2 separate regions of the Macaca mulatta genome follow, and region 1 is linked to region 2. A link is a contact called in public Hi-C data. All regions are on one chromosome and are shown on one strand. The core of a region is the stretch at or near the end of the contact, and the rest is flanking DNA. Distances in the headings are between cores, read along the strand shown. Region 1 holds the start of SOBP (sine oculis binding protein homolog). Region 2 has its middle 25 kb from the start of SCML4.

Region 1 (6,316 bases), core at 301-2,800, 360 kb after region 2:
TAACTGTCCATCATTGGAATCAACGGTGGTTTCCATCATAAGAAATGGTATTGATTTTCAAGGCAAATCTCCCTTAACTCTCCGTTGGACTCATGCTGCACCTCTAGCTTCCAGGTACTAAGTTCCTTATCCAGTAATAAAACCCCTAATTCTGATATTTAGGTTGCTTCTGACATTTCCGAGAGGAAAGTAAAGCTAAGCATATGCACCTAGGTACACATACATATATGATGTATATCTATGCGTCCCCTGCTAAGCGTGAGCTATGATAGAAAATGTTTGTTCTAATGAAGAAAGCGTCAAAGCTCAATAAATTTGACTTACTTGCATACCATTTTCATCCAGTTTGTCTTTTAAATACAAACTGAACCAAAACTGGCCAAGTAGTAGTATTTAGCCACCTGGTAGTATTAAGGATTTCATGCAGAAGATGGGGAACACCAAGAAGACCGCAAAATGCAAACCTGCTACTTTTTGATGGCTCGCAGAAAAATAAATTGTTTTAAATCAATAGAGACTCGTGAAATCAATACAGAATAAAACCCTCACCCAGGCAAAAGCCGCAACTTCATGGAAAATAAGGGGCTGGGGGGCAACGAGAGGGTCCGGAGCCGAGCAGTGCTCTTGTGCAATCGCTCTAACGCGAACAGCTGGAGCGCCAGGCTACTGCGCTCTCCACCTCTGGTGCACCGCTGGCCTGGCGGGGAGCCCGGCCTCGCCGAGAGGACTCCGGGCCGGCCTTTGCGAACAATGGGCAGGCGCCCTGCAAAGGCCGCCCTCAGACAGCTGTCCTCCAGCGGGGCTGGCCGGGGTCTGCTTCGCTGGGAAGTGAGGCAGGCAGAGGCGAGCGAGAGGCGGAGGCTGCCAGTGGAGAGGAGCGGGCGGGGGTGGGCGAGGCGAGCGGTCAGGACCGTGCCCAGACCCGCGCCTCTCGGGCCGCAGCTCGCCGGGCACTGACGGGCTCTTCACGCCGTCGCAGCTGGTTGGTTGGGGGGAAGCGGGATTGAGGAGAAGGAGGGTGAGCTAGGGGAGAGGGGTGGAATAGAGCTCTCTCCGGGGTGCCCCGGCCAGGTGGCTCCTAACTTTGGAGGGAACCTGAGAATGATTCCCAAAAAGCGGGGGAGAAACTGCACCGTCCACTGGGAAAGCCTCTTCCCCTGCCCACCGCCGCTCGGGTCCCCGGTGCCCTCGCTCTGAAACGCGCCAGTGCCAACCTGGGGTTCGTAAGGTTAAATAGTATGTGGTCCCCCCTCATCAAATCTGAGGTTGGCAACAATTTCGGGGATGCAGCCCGCGAGTTGGCCTCTGCTTTACACCTGGAGGCGCGGAGCCGTTCTGGGCATCCTACAGAAACTGACAAGCGCGCCCCGGTACCCCCCAGATCCATACCACGGCCCACGGGGAGCGGGCGCAAGTAAGAAGTCAGTCTCCCTGGCCCCCGAGATCCAAAAATACCTTCATCTCCTCATTGATCTCCCTTTTCACTGGGTGAGCCGGCTTCCTGCTCCGTTTATTTTCCGGAGGTCTCCCTTCTTTCTCCATTTCTGCCATGTTTTTGTGTCTGGTTTCTGTGGAGATGAAATGGCTGCTGCCGCCGCCGGCGGTGGTGGTGGTGGTGGCGGCGGCGGCGGCGGCGGTGGAGGTGGTGCTGATGGTGGCGAGGCTGGCGGAGGTAGCGGTGCTGGCGGGGCCGGGCCGGGCCGCGAGGGGGAGGGCGGGCGGGCGCCGAGAAGCGGGGTCTCTTCTAGCGGCGGAGGACGTCAGTGGCTGTCACGGGGAAGGGTAGTTCGAAGAGTCTCGGGGATGCAGCCGCCGCCGCTCCGGCTCCTGCTGCCGCCGCCGCCGCCGCCGCCGCCAACGCCGCCGCTGCTGCCGCTGCCCCTGCCGCCCTCGCTGCCGCTGCCGCTCCCGCCGCCGCCGCCGCCGGGCCGCATCCTCGGGGCCCCGTGGAGTCGTCAGCCATCTTCCGTCGCTCTGTCCGTCGGCATGGGCGCGGGGAGCGAGGGCCGGCGCGGAGAGCGGCCCCGGGCGTGCGTGCGCGGCTGTGTGTGAGCCCGGGAGAGCGCGCCAGCCCCGGCGCCCAGCGCCTCCCGCGAGCCGAGCCGGGGGCGGGCCGGGGGCTGGCGCGGGAGGAGGGGAGGGAGCGCGGCCGGGAGGGGGTCGGAGGGAGGGGAAAGGTGGGGGGGCGAGGACAGCCCCCAGGCTCTCGAGCGGGCGTGGCTTCCACCGTCACTGGATACGCGGATGCTGCGCGGCTTCGGGGGCTGCTCGCGGCCTCCTGTTCATCCGCGGCGGCCACGGGCGGCTCGCGGCGCCCCCCGCGGCCGCTAACTCCCAGCCACGCGCCGGGGGCGCCGGCGCCCGCTCCGAACCCAGCCCTGCTCCTCAGCTCCGCGACGTGGGCTGGGTTGCGTGTGGAGTTGGTTTTTGAGCCCGTCCTAGGAGCCGCTGAGGAAGAATGAATGGGGGTGAATCGAGGAGGTTGAGCGGTGGGAGGGCGCGAGACCTGAGGTCGCCTGGCTAGAGGGCCGCCGTCCCCCGGGGAGGGTTGACTGAGCCTGCCGCCTCGAGGGTGCAGCGCTGGGGTCTCGGGGGAAGGAACCCACAGCCCCGACGCGCTTCCCCCCACTGAGCTGCCAGGATAGAGTTTCCCCCTCCGGGGGCCACCGCAGAGTGCGCGGAGGCTGGAGACCCCTTGGAGAGGTCCCCGTGCCCGACCCGGCCGGTGCTCCACGCGGCGCTGCCTCGGACTGCGCTGGCAATGAAGCTTTTGCCTCGCAAAGAACCACTTAGAAGTAGGACATCTCGGCCTTCAGCCCCTTGATTTCTTTTTCCCCTTGTTCCTTCTCTCTTTATCTCTTTCTCACTTATGCTCTGCTTCAAAGCAACAGCTTTACGCGTGACCCCGCCTGCACCCTTATCTGGCTGCCCTGGGTTTCGCCCAAAAGGTTGGGCTGAGTGGGAGCTTCTGGGAGAACACGGTCCCGCGTAGGGTCCCGCTCACCCGGAGTCCGGGCGCCCTCGCCACGCCCCGGTGGGATCCTCCCCTCCCCGCCCGGTTGCACTTTCTCCTCCCGACTTCCCAGCTAGCGCCTGCCCTCCATGGAGCGGTGCTCGCTCCTCTGCGCTCACACGTCCTCTCTTTGGCCCTCTCCTGCCACGCCTGGGGACGAGGTCTGATTGAGTCTGTCCCTGTCCCTGGGTTGAGGCATTGGGGGTGACGGTTGGATGATGTTTCTGGGAGACGCGCGGTTCTGAGCGCTCCCACACGCTGCGGAGGACAAATTGACGTTCCCAGCTTCTCTTTCCCGCGCCGCGACACTTCATAATTACCTGACACAATGCGATATGGGGGGTGTCCATTGTTCCACTGTGTGTTACTGTGGAGTGTTCGTTATGACAGTGGTGGAACTTAAAATTACACAATTTTTTTTTAAGTTCCTAAAAGAATGAATTTCGTGTGGGGATATGAGTAAGCTTTCCATTAAATCTCAGTTTGGCCTGTCAAACAAGGCTCATTCTGGGTATTACAAAGCCTGATTTGCATTTTAGCACTGTTTCGTAAACGTCAAATTAGAGATATTTGGGCGTGTACGCAGGAGAGCTGAGTACCTCCACGTTGCCTATTTTGCATTTTAGCATCATTTTGTTTTTCATAAAGGCCAACTTAAAAACATCTGGGAGTGCACCCAGGAGGGCTGAGTACCTCCTCCCTCCTGATTTCTTCTCTTCACCGTCGCGGGGGGAAGCGAGGGGAAGCTGCACCATGCTCCGCGTGGCTGCCTGGATCCTGGGCAAGCCAGGAGGCTAGAGCGAGCCAGGCTTTGCGCCTGCAAGGGGTCCGCACGAGAAACACTTGCGCCGAGGAAAAGTTAAAATTCCTGGGACGACGAAGAGTCAAGAGAGGAGGACTGATGAGGTTTTAGGGAGAGCTTTGCAGTATAGGCGTCCTGTATTTGCAATGTTCCCAGTAGCCTCTGAGAACTTATCCAGGTACACACTCAGGTCGTGAGCCGCGAGTCCTCTGGCCGGGTCTCAAACCCCGCAGCAGCCCACAGCGCACCTACGACGACCCAATAACGCGGAGAGGAGCCTAAGGCTGTCGCAGCAACTTTCCCCCTGCTCCTGGAATGATAGTGCAACATTCGCCAGTGTGTGAGTGGGTCTATTTTGCAGTGGGGAGTATCTCCCTAATGCTCTTGCTGGGAGGGGGAGAGGAAGAGAGAGCCTTTTGGTTTTTTAAATCTGAATTTCATCCAAAACATCTGATAAATAATATGTGGGTTGTAGAGTTGTTTTCTCTGTTTGATCCTGTTAGTCTTTAATGAGGGAAATAGTGAAAAAACTTTGGGGGGATGCTTTTTAATATTTAAAACTGTGGAAACATATGTTGTAAACTACGCAAAAAATAAGCCTTTTGTCTTCTGTAAACATATTTAAGCCCCCTCTGTTTCCTTTGGTGCCAGGAGCATTACAATTGATTCACTGTTGAGCAGCTGGTATCAAATAACAAGTTATATACCCCAAGTCCTAAGATACAGTTTCACAAGTTAAGAATAAAATAAACAGAAAAGGTGAACTGTAGCCCAGAGTTATATTTAGAGGCAGCTATACTTCCTTTAAAGAAAATTACTTACTCTGTGATGGTTCAGGCATTTAATAAAAATAATGATCTTAAACAGTCACCTGTTCCTTCACAAGCATATGTCCTTCAGAAAACTGAGGTGAGAACATTGTATTGAAATCCACAATGCACATCTTTGGTGACAGAAAGAAGGCTCATAAAGTATATATGAGGAAAACTTTTAGTCTAGAATGAACTTCAGAAGTAATGATGATTGTTACACCTTTTAATGACCCTAGGTTTCTTCACATGTACTGTAGATGAAGACAATTATAACAACAGATGATGCTTTACGAATTTAGATATACCATGAGTTAAATAATGTTCCCTGAAAAACTTCATAATCCACAAGAGTATAACTACACAGGTAGGAACAATACATTATATGCATTACAGAAGAGCCCCACTCCTGCTCCAGTGATGTATCCTTTTGCTCCCCAACCACTAGCACTCTCCTGCGTGCTTTCTCTCTCTATATATATATACCCACACGTATCACCCAGGGCTCCAGACATGCAATTAATCCTCAAGTTACCCTCTATTACCCCTGCTAGTCATCAAGATGGGTACAGGACTGATCTTTCATACATTCCTCAGGTACAATTTTGTGACTTCTTTTGCTCTTCAAGGCTAGTCTTGATGATCATTCTACCCTGATTCACCTAGAAAACACATCAGAGAGAGGATGGGAAGACCCCAGGGTGGTTTGCCTCAGGCCTCCAACCTCCACATTTGTTTCTTTGTTGTCTCCAAGAACACTTAACTCAAAGACCTAGTCCTCATGCCTGGTGAGGAATTAATAAACACTAGCTGATTGATTAGTATGACATAATAACAAACTTAAAAAGTTTTCCTGTATTATTGTTTGAAATTAATGTTTATCTTGAAAAGCTCTGTGATTTAACCAAATATGGGGATTAAAATATGTGAAATAATTACTATGCTGAATACATTATAGTAATTATCTTCATTTAATAATCACAAAACTCTATGAGGCTGTTTCTACTATTATGCCCCCATTTCACAGATGAGGAAACTAAGGTTTGTATAAGCTATTAAGAGAAAAGCTAGGCCGGGCGCGGTGGCTCAAGCCTGTAATCCCAGCACTTTGGGAGGCCGAGACGGGCGGATCACGAGGTCAGGAGATCGAGACCATCCTGGCTAACACAGTGAAACCCCGTCTCTACTAAAAATACAAAAAATTAGCCGGGCGTGGTGGCGGCGCCTGTAGTCCCAGCTACACGGGAGGCTGAGGCAGGAGAATGGCGGGAACCCGGGAGGCGGAGCTTGCAGTGAGCTGAGATCCGGCCACTGCACTCCAGCCTGGGCGACAGAGCAAGACTCCGCCTCAAAAAAAAAAAAAAAAAAAAGAGAAAAGCTATTGGCCGGGCGTGGTGGCTCAGGCCTGTAATCCCAGCACTTTGGGAGGATAAGACAGACAGATCATTTGAGGTCAGGGTTTGAAACCAGCCTGGCCAACATGGTGAAACCCCATCTCTACTAAAAATACAAAAATAAGCTGGGTGTGGTGGCACGTGCCTATAGTCCTAGCTACTCGGGAGGCTGAGGCGGGAGAATCACTCGAAGCCCGGGAGGTGGAGGTTGCAGTGAGCCTAGACTGTGCCGTTGCACTCCAGCCTGAGCGACAGAGCAAGACTCCATCTCAAAAAGAGAGAGAGGAAAAAAAGCTAT
Region 2 (5,987 bases), core at 2,973-5,472:
GGTCTCGATCTGCTGACCTTGTGATCCGCCCGTCTCGGCCTCCCAAAGTGCTGGGATTACAGGCTTGAGCCACCGCGCCCGGCAGGAAAATATTTCTTAAACAGGATACAAAGAACGTATATAGAAAGGAAATAAATTGATAAATTAAATTACATCTAAATGAAGACCTTCTGTTCTTCAAAGACACAATAAAGAAATTAACAAGGCAAGACACAGTGAGAGAAGATATTTGCCACACATGTAATTCACAAAGGACTTGTATCCACACTAAACAAAAAGCAGCAAATTGGTAAGAAAAAACCCAGACAATCCCATAGGAAGATGGGCAATAGGCTTTTTTTCAAAAAGGCACTTCACACCGCAGATGGAGTTCTTCAGAAGCAGACCCTGGAAAGGAGTTTGCGGTGCAAGATGTTTATTAGGAATCAAGATGTTTATTGTGAACCAAGAGGGAAGAAGCAGGATTGAGCAGAGAAAGGAGTTGAACTGCGATGTAGCCTAGCACAGCCTGGGCCAACCTGGTGGGGCTCAGGAGTGGAATTGCTTCTCAATCTGCCCCATTCAGGCTGAACGGCTGTGCTTTGGCCTTCCCTTGCTCAGTCAACACTCAGTCATACTCAGGAAGAGCATGACTTTGGACAAGGTAGTTCTCTGCTGTTCGGGCAGACCCTGAAGGAGCTGGTGACCATCTGCAAACCACACTCCCCACAGCTGAGCTGCAAGTCCTTGCTGGAAGGAAGACTTGAACACCCTAGCTCTATGTCTACTGCGTGTCCCAAGACAGCATATCCTAATGGCCAAGAAATACATGAAAAGCTGTTCAAGCTGTTTATCCATCAGGGACATGCAAATTAAAGCCACGATGAGATATTAATTCAAGCTCACCAGAATGGCTGAAGTTAAAGGGATGGACCATATCAAGTGGAATTGAGAACATGTAATAACTGGAAATCTCATATATTCCTGGAGGGAGCGTACATTTGTGGATCACTTTGTAAAACAGTTTGCCATTAGTTACACTTATAGATATTTACCCGAAAGAAATGCGTGCACGTATGCACCAATAGACATGAACAAGAATGTTCACAGAGGCTCTATCACAATAGCCCTAAACTAGAAACAACCCAAATGTTTACCACTAATAGAATGGATACATTTTTCTATGTTTATCCAAGGGTTGTGGTAGGCAACCTCTCAGATGATTCCTGCCTCCTGGTGCTCACATCTTCGTGTGGTTCCCTCCCTCGTGGGCCAGGGTTCTCCTGTGTGATCAGTGGCTTATGGGCAGCAGTGATGGTGTGTCACGTGACAGGAAACGTGACATTACAGCTTCCATCTTGGGAGCTCTGTCACTCACACTCTGTCTCTTGACTTATTTGCTCTGGGGAATCTAGGTCACGAGCAGCCCTCTGGAGAGGCCCAAGTAGTGAGGAACCAAAGTCTGTCAACAGCCTTGGGAGTTTGGAAGTGGCTCCCTCAGCCCCAGTTAAGTCTTCAGCGATGACAACTTCAGGTGGCAGCTTTGCTGTAACTGCATGAGAGGACCGTGGGCCAGAGCACCCAGCGAAGCCACTCTCGAGACTCCTGACTCTTAGAACATGTGTGAAATCATAAACGTTAGTCTTAAGCTGCTACGTTTTGGGGTAATACATTATGCAGCAGTGGATAAATAATGCATTAAGATTCCGTAAAGTAACTAGCTGGGCATGGTGGCTCAGGTCTATAATCCCAGCACTTTGGGAGGCCAAGGCGGGTGGATCACAAGGTCAGGAGTTTGAGACCAGCCTGGCCAACATGGTGAAACCTAGTGTTTACTAAAAATACAAAAATTAACCGGGTGCAGTGGCAGGGGCCTGTAGTCCCAGCTACGCGGGAGGCTGAAGCAGAAGAAATCGCTTGAACCCGGGAGGCCGAGGTTGCAGTGAGCCGAGATCATGCCATTGCACTCCAGCCTGGGTGGCAGAGCGAGACGCTGTCTCAAAACAAAACAACAACAACAACAAAAAGATTCTACAATTTAGCAAAAACAAATGAAATGTAGTTATACATGTTGACATGGGTAAATTTTACATCTGTAAAATTGTGTTATTTCATTATCTGAAGATCTTGTGTTATTTCATTATCTGAAGATCAAAAAAATGGGTAACAATGAAGTACAGTGTTAGGGGATGCAAGCCTAGATGGCACAAAAAAATAAATTAAGGAACTGATTATCATAAAGGTCAGGATGGTGTTTACCCTTGGGGGCAGATGGGGTGGACACCGGGAGGGGCATGAGGAAGGCTTCTGAACTCTTGCCAGTGTGCTATTTCTTGATCTGGTTGGTGGTTGTAAGGGTTTTGGAGAAATTATCAAGCTGGATGTTTCTGGTTTTGCCCTTTTTCTCTGTGTGTGCTATATTTCACAATATAATGACAGAGAATTGGAGGAGAGAACTTGGAGAGAGTACAGACTTTTTAGAGGAATTTTGTTGCAAGCAGGACAAAAAACAAAAACAAAAACTAGTAGTAGCTGGAAAAGAAGTGGGATTGAGATTTTCAAGGATGAGAGAAACAACAGTTGCTTTCTGCAGAAGGAAATCACCCACTGGAAAGGGAAGGTGATAAGACGGGAGATGGGGATTGCTAGAGCCATGCTCTGGAGTGGGTGAGGGGAATGGGCCTGGGCTGAGCTGATGCCAAGGCCCTAGTGACCTTCAGTCAGGGCTCTCCAGATAAATTGAACCAACAGGAGATTGACAGATACACACACACACGGATGCATATATATCTCCTGTTAATAAATCTCCCTTTATTTCTCTAGATAGATAATCTATCCATATAGACATATAGATGTCCCTCTCTCTATAGATAGATAATAGATAGATGGGTAGATCTGTTTTCCTTTCTATCAAAAGAGGCAGAGAAAGACTGATTGATTTGTAAGGCACTGGCTTATGTGATTGTGGAGGCCAGTGAGTCCAAAATCTCCAGGGTAGATCAGCAAGCTGGAGACCCAGGGAAGAGCTGCAGTTGCAGTCTCAAGACGGAAGGCATCCTGGAGGCGGAATTCCCTCTTCCTCAGCTAGGTCAAGCTTTTTCCTTTTCTTAAAAGGAAAGGACCTTTAACTGATTGGATGAGACCCACCCACATTATGGAGGGTAATTTACTGAATCTACTGGTTTAAATGTCTCTTTCTCTCTTTCTTTGAAGATAGGGTTTCATTCTGTCGCCCAGGCTGGCAGTGGTGTAATCTCAGCTCACTGCAGCCTCAACCTCCTGGGCTCAAGCAGTCAATAGCTGGGACCACAGGTGGAGCCACCATGCCTGGCTAATTTTTAAAAATTTTTGTAGAGATGGTCTCATATGTTGCCCAGTTGGTCTTGAATTCCTGGACTCAAGTAATCCTTCTGCCTCAGCCCCACGTTAAATGTTATTCTTATCTGAAAAACACATTCACAGCAACATCCAGACCAATATTTGACCAAATATCTGGGTACCTTGGTCTGGCCAAATTGACTAATAAAATTAGCCATCTTGAGTACAGTGTTGGCTCTAACCACTTTGCTCTTAACTCGCTCTGGGACCGGCGGGGTGGGGGAAGAGCCGCGTGGGTGGTAACGACAACTCTTGCCCTTGATTTTCACTCAGAACACGTGAGTCTGGATTCTTCCCCCTCTTAGAGAACATTCCCACAGCCTTGAGGGAAGGGGAAAGAGGATAAAATCATTGTGTGAATAATGTAAACCAAGTCCTCAGACCTTGATCTTTTCATTTTGGGTTAGCAGCAAGAGCCTGAGAATGTTACTGCTGAGTGAGGAGGATGTACATATGTATTTTTCTTACAGCTTGACCAGTCTTATATTTGAGAAGATAAGATTTCCCTGTCACACAAGGTGGCTAACTGGTGGGGCCAGGAAAGCATTCAGTTCCCCAGTGGCCTAATGCCTGCAGAGGGGAGTCGGCAAAGGTGCTCTCAGGAGCGGCGAGGGATCTCCCTTGGGGACATCGACCAGAGGCTTCGTTCTGCCGCCAGAATTTGGTGAGCAGGTAGATGCTCCGTGGGATTCACAGCTGGGATTGCTTTGCCCGTGAAGACACTGCACGTGGTGTCTTCGGTGGAAACGGCCACTGTCTTCTTCCTGCCCTATGAAGCCTTAGCTCCCTCGAGGACTCTGTCGTGTCCCCTCCCTCCTTCCGGTCCGGGCGCTCAGCCCCCGAGTCCAGATTCCAGCAGCTGCAGGAGAAATGAGCGGGCGGCTTCTCCCTCTGCGGCCACCAGGGGGCGCGAGGTGGCCGACCGGGGCCCGGCCAGGTTGGTCAGGAACTGGGAGATCCGCTGCCTCTTCTTGGAGTCCCGGGCAGGCCAGTGGGGGTGGAGCGAGGCTGCGGTGCCCCCGGCTCTCCCGGACCCCTCGCAGTCGCGTCCCGGGCTCCACCACTCTGGAGCTCAGGGTGGCCTCCGGCATTCGTTGAGCCAGACCCAGAGTCCGGACCGTCTCCCCCTAGACCCAGCTGTTTCTCCTTGGACTCAGACGCAAAAAAGGGGTCCCTGTCGCTTCTCTAGTTTCTAGCGCCTTGCCTCCTACTGGGGCTCCCCAAGGCCCGACCCCCCGACCCCCGTCCTGGGGGGGGAACAGCTGCAGTCATTGCCTCAGAGCCTCTCCTAGCCGGGGGACAGATACAACCGGCCCGGGCCGTCAGCCGGACTCTCAGTAGGACGCCCCTCACACAGCCCGTGCGTTCCGGCATAAGATGGTCCCCAGATCCAGCACCCCAAAAAAGATGCCCAGTTAAATTTGCATTTCAGATAAACAACAAATGAATTTTTAGTATAAACATGTCCCATGAAATATTTGAGATGTACTTACACTTCGAAAAAGCTTTCATTGTTTTTCTTGAAATACCAGTTTGACTAGGTGTCCTGTATTTTTTTCTGGCAGCTCTAGCCAGGAACGGATTTAGGTGCAGGGAGGGAGGGGGAAGCTTGAGGAGAAATAAAAGAACGTGGAAACCCTCACTATGCAAAGTACTTATTTCTATTTGGTCTTTTGAAAATCTGTCTATATAATTCCATTTATAAAAACCCAGCTAGCTTTTTAAAACTCTGCTTCTCTCTGTTTTGTTTCAGGTAAGATCAAGTACAACCTTGTCTGTGACTTTTTTTATTTTTATTTTTTATTTTACACAGGGTCCCACTCTGTCACCCAGGCTGGAGTGCAGTGGCACGAACACAGCTCACTGCAGCCTCTACCTCCCCAGCTTAAGCAATCCTCCCACTTCAGCCTCTGGAGTAGCTGGGACCACTGGTGTGCATTACCATGCTCAGCTAATTTTACATTTTTTTTCTAGAGACAAAGTCTCACTCTGTTGCCCAGGCTGGTCTTGAACTCCTGAGCTCAAGCAATCTTCCTATCAGGGCCTCCCAAAGTGCTGGAACTACAGGCATGAGCCGCCATGCCTGCCCCCCACCCCACAACTTTTTTTAAAAGTCATTAGTTTTCTTAGCCGATTTTTAAAAGAAGTGACGGATCATTTAAGTCATGGCACGTAGCTAAAGCTGCTGCCCTTCATGTCTATAGAACATTTTCTTCAGAGGAGCTGAATATATTTATATTAATTTCTGTTTATGGGCAAATCTATATTTTGCTATTTTTGGCAGGGATTTACTTTTTGATGGGGGTCCACACTGAATAGGAATGATCCTGTGGGGTAGACATAGGGACGAAATGATACAGGTACCACCTGTACACCATCCTGAACAAGACCTTGTTCAAGACAAGACCCTCCTGGGGACCTTAACTCCTGGGTAACTATTTCACACCCACTATCCTATGGGACACACACACATGCACACACACAACAAACATGTAATATGTTTCTATCACATTTAGATTTTGGACCTAGGGTCTCAAAACGTCCTAAGGAACCCAACCACCTATAATATTCCTAATAACACTGCCTGGCCCTGCTCGAGTTCGTTGCCGTCGCTCCAAAGATGGGTGGCT

What was found. Hi-C and Micro-C count contacts between places; a contact is called where the count stands out from the background.
Region 1: a Hi-C map of fetal cortical plate shows a contact between it and region 2, with 2.4 times the contacts expected there. The contact joins the promoter of SOBP here to the enhancer-like site in region 2. A contact is called at or near these places in 2 of 14 Hi-C or Micro-C datasets (fetal cortex germinal zone and fetal cortical plate).

The regions. Positions count from the first base shown.
Region 1 is chr4:78,292,947-78,299,262 of T2T-MMU8v2.0, forward strand. It overlaps SOBP (sine oculis binding protein homolog), which reads right to left and starts at 1,551. Exons shown (of 6, transcript NM_001104534.1): 1 at 1,456-1,551. The coding sequence starts at 1,551.
Region 2 is chr4:77,929,644-77,935,630 of T2T-MMU8v2.0, forward strand. No RefSeq gene overlaps it. Among named protein-coding and RNA genes, the nearest start is that of SCML4, 25 kb to the right of the region's middle. Within about 2 kb of position 4,223, at least 9 of the 40 cell types and tissues checked have an H3K27ac peak or open chromatin away from gene starts, as enhancers often do. A contact at or near this core is called in fetal cortex germinal zone and fetal cortical plate, where this site is marked.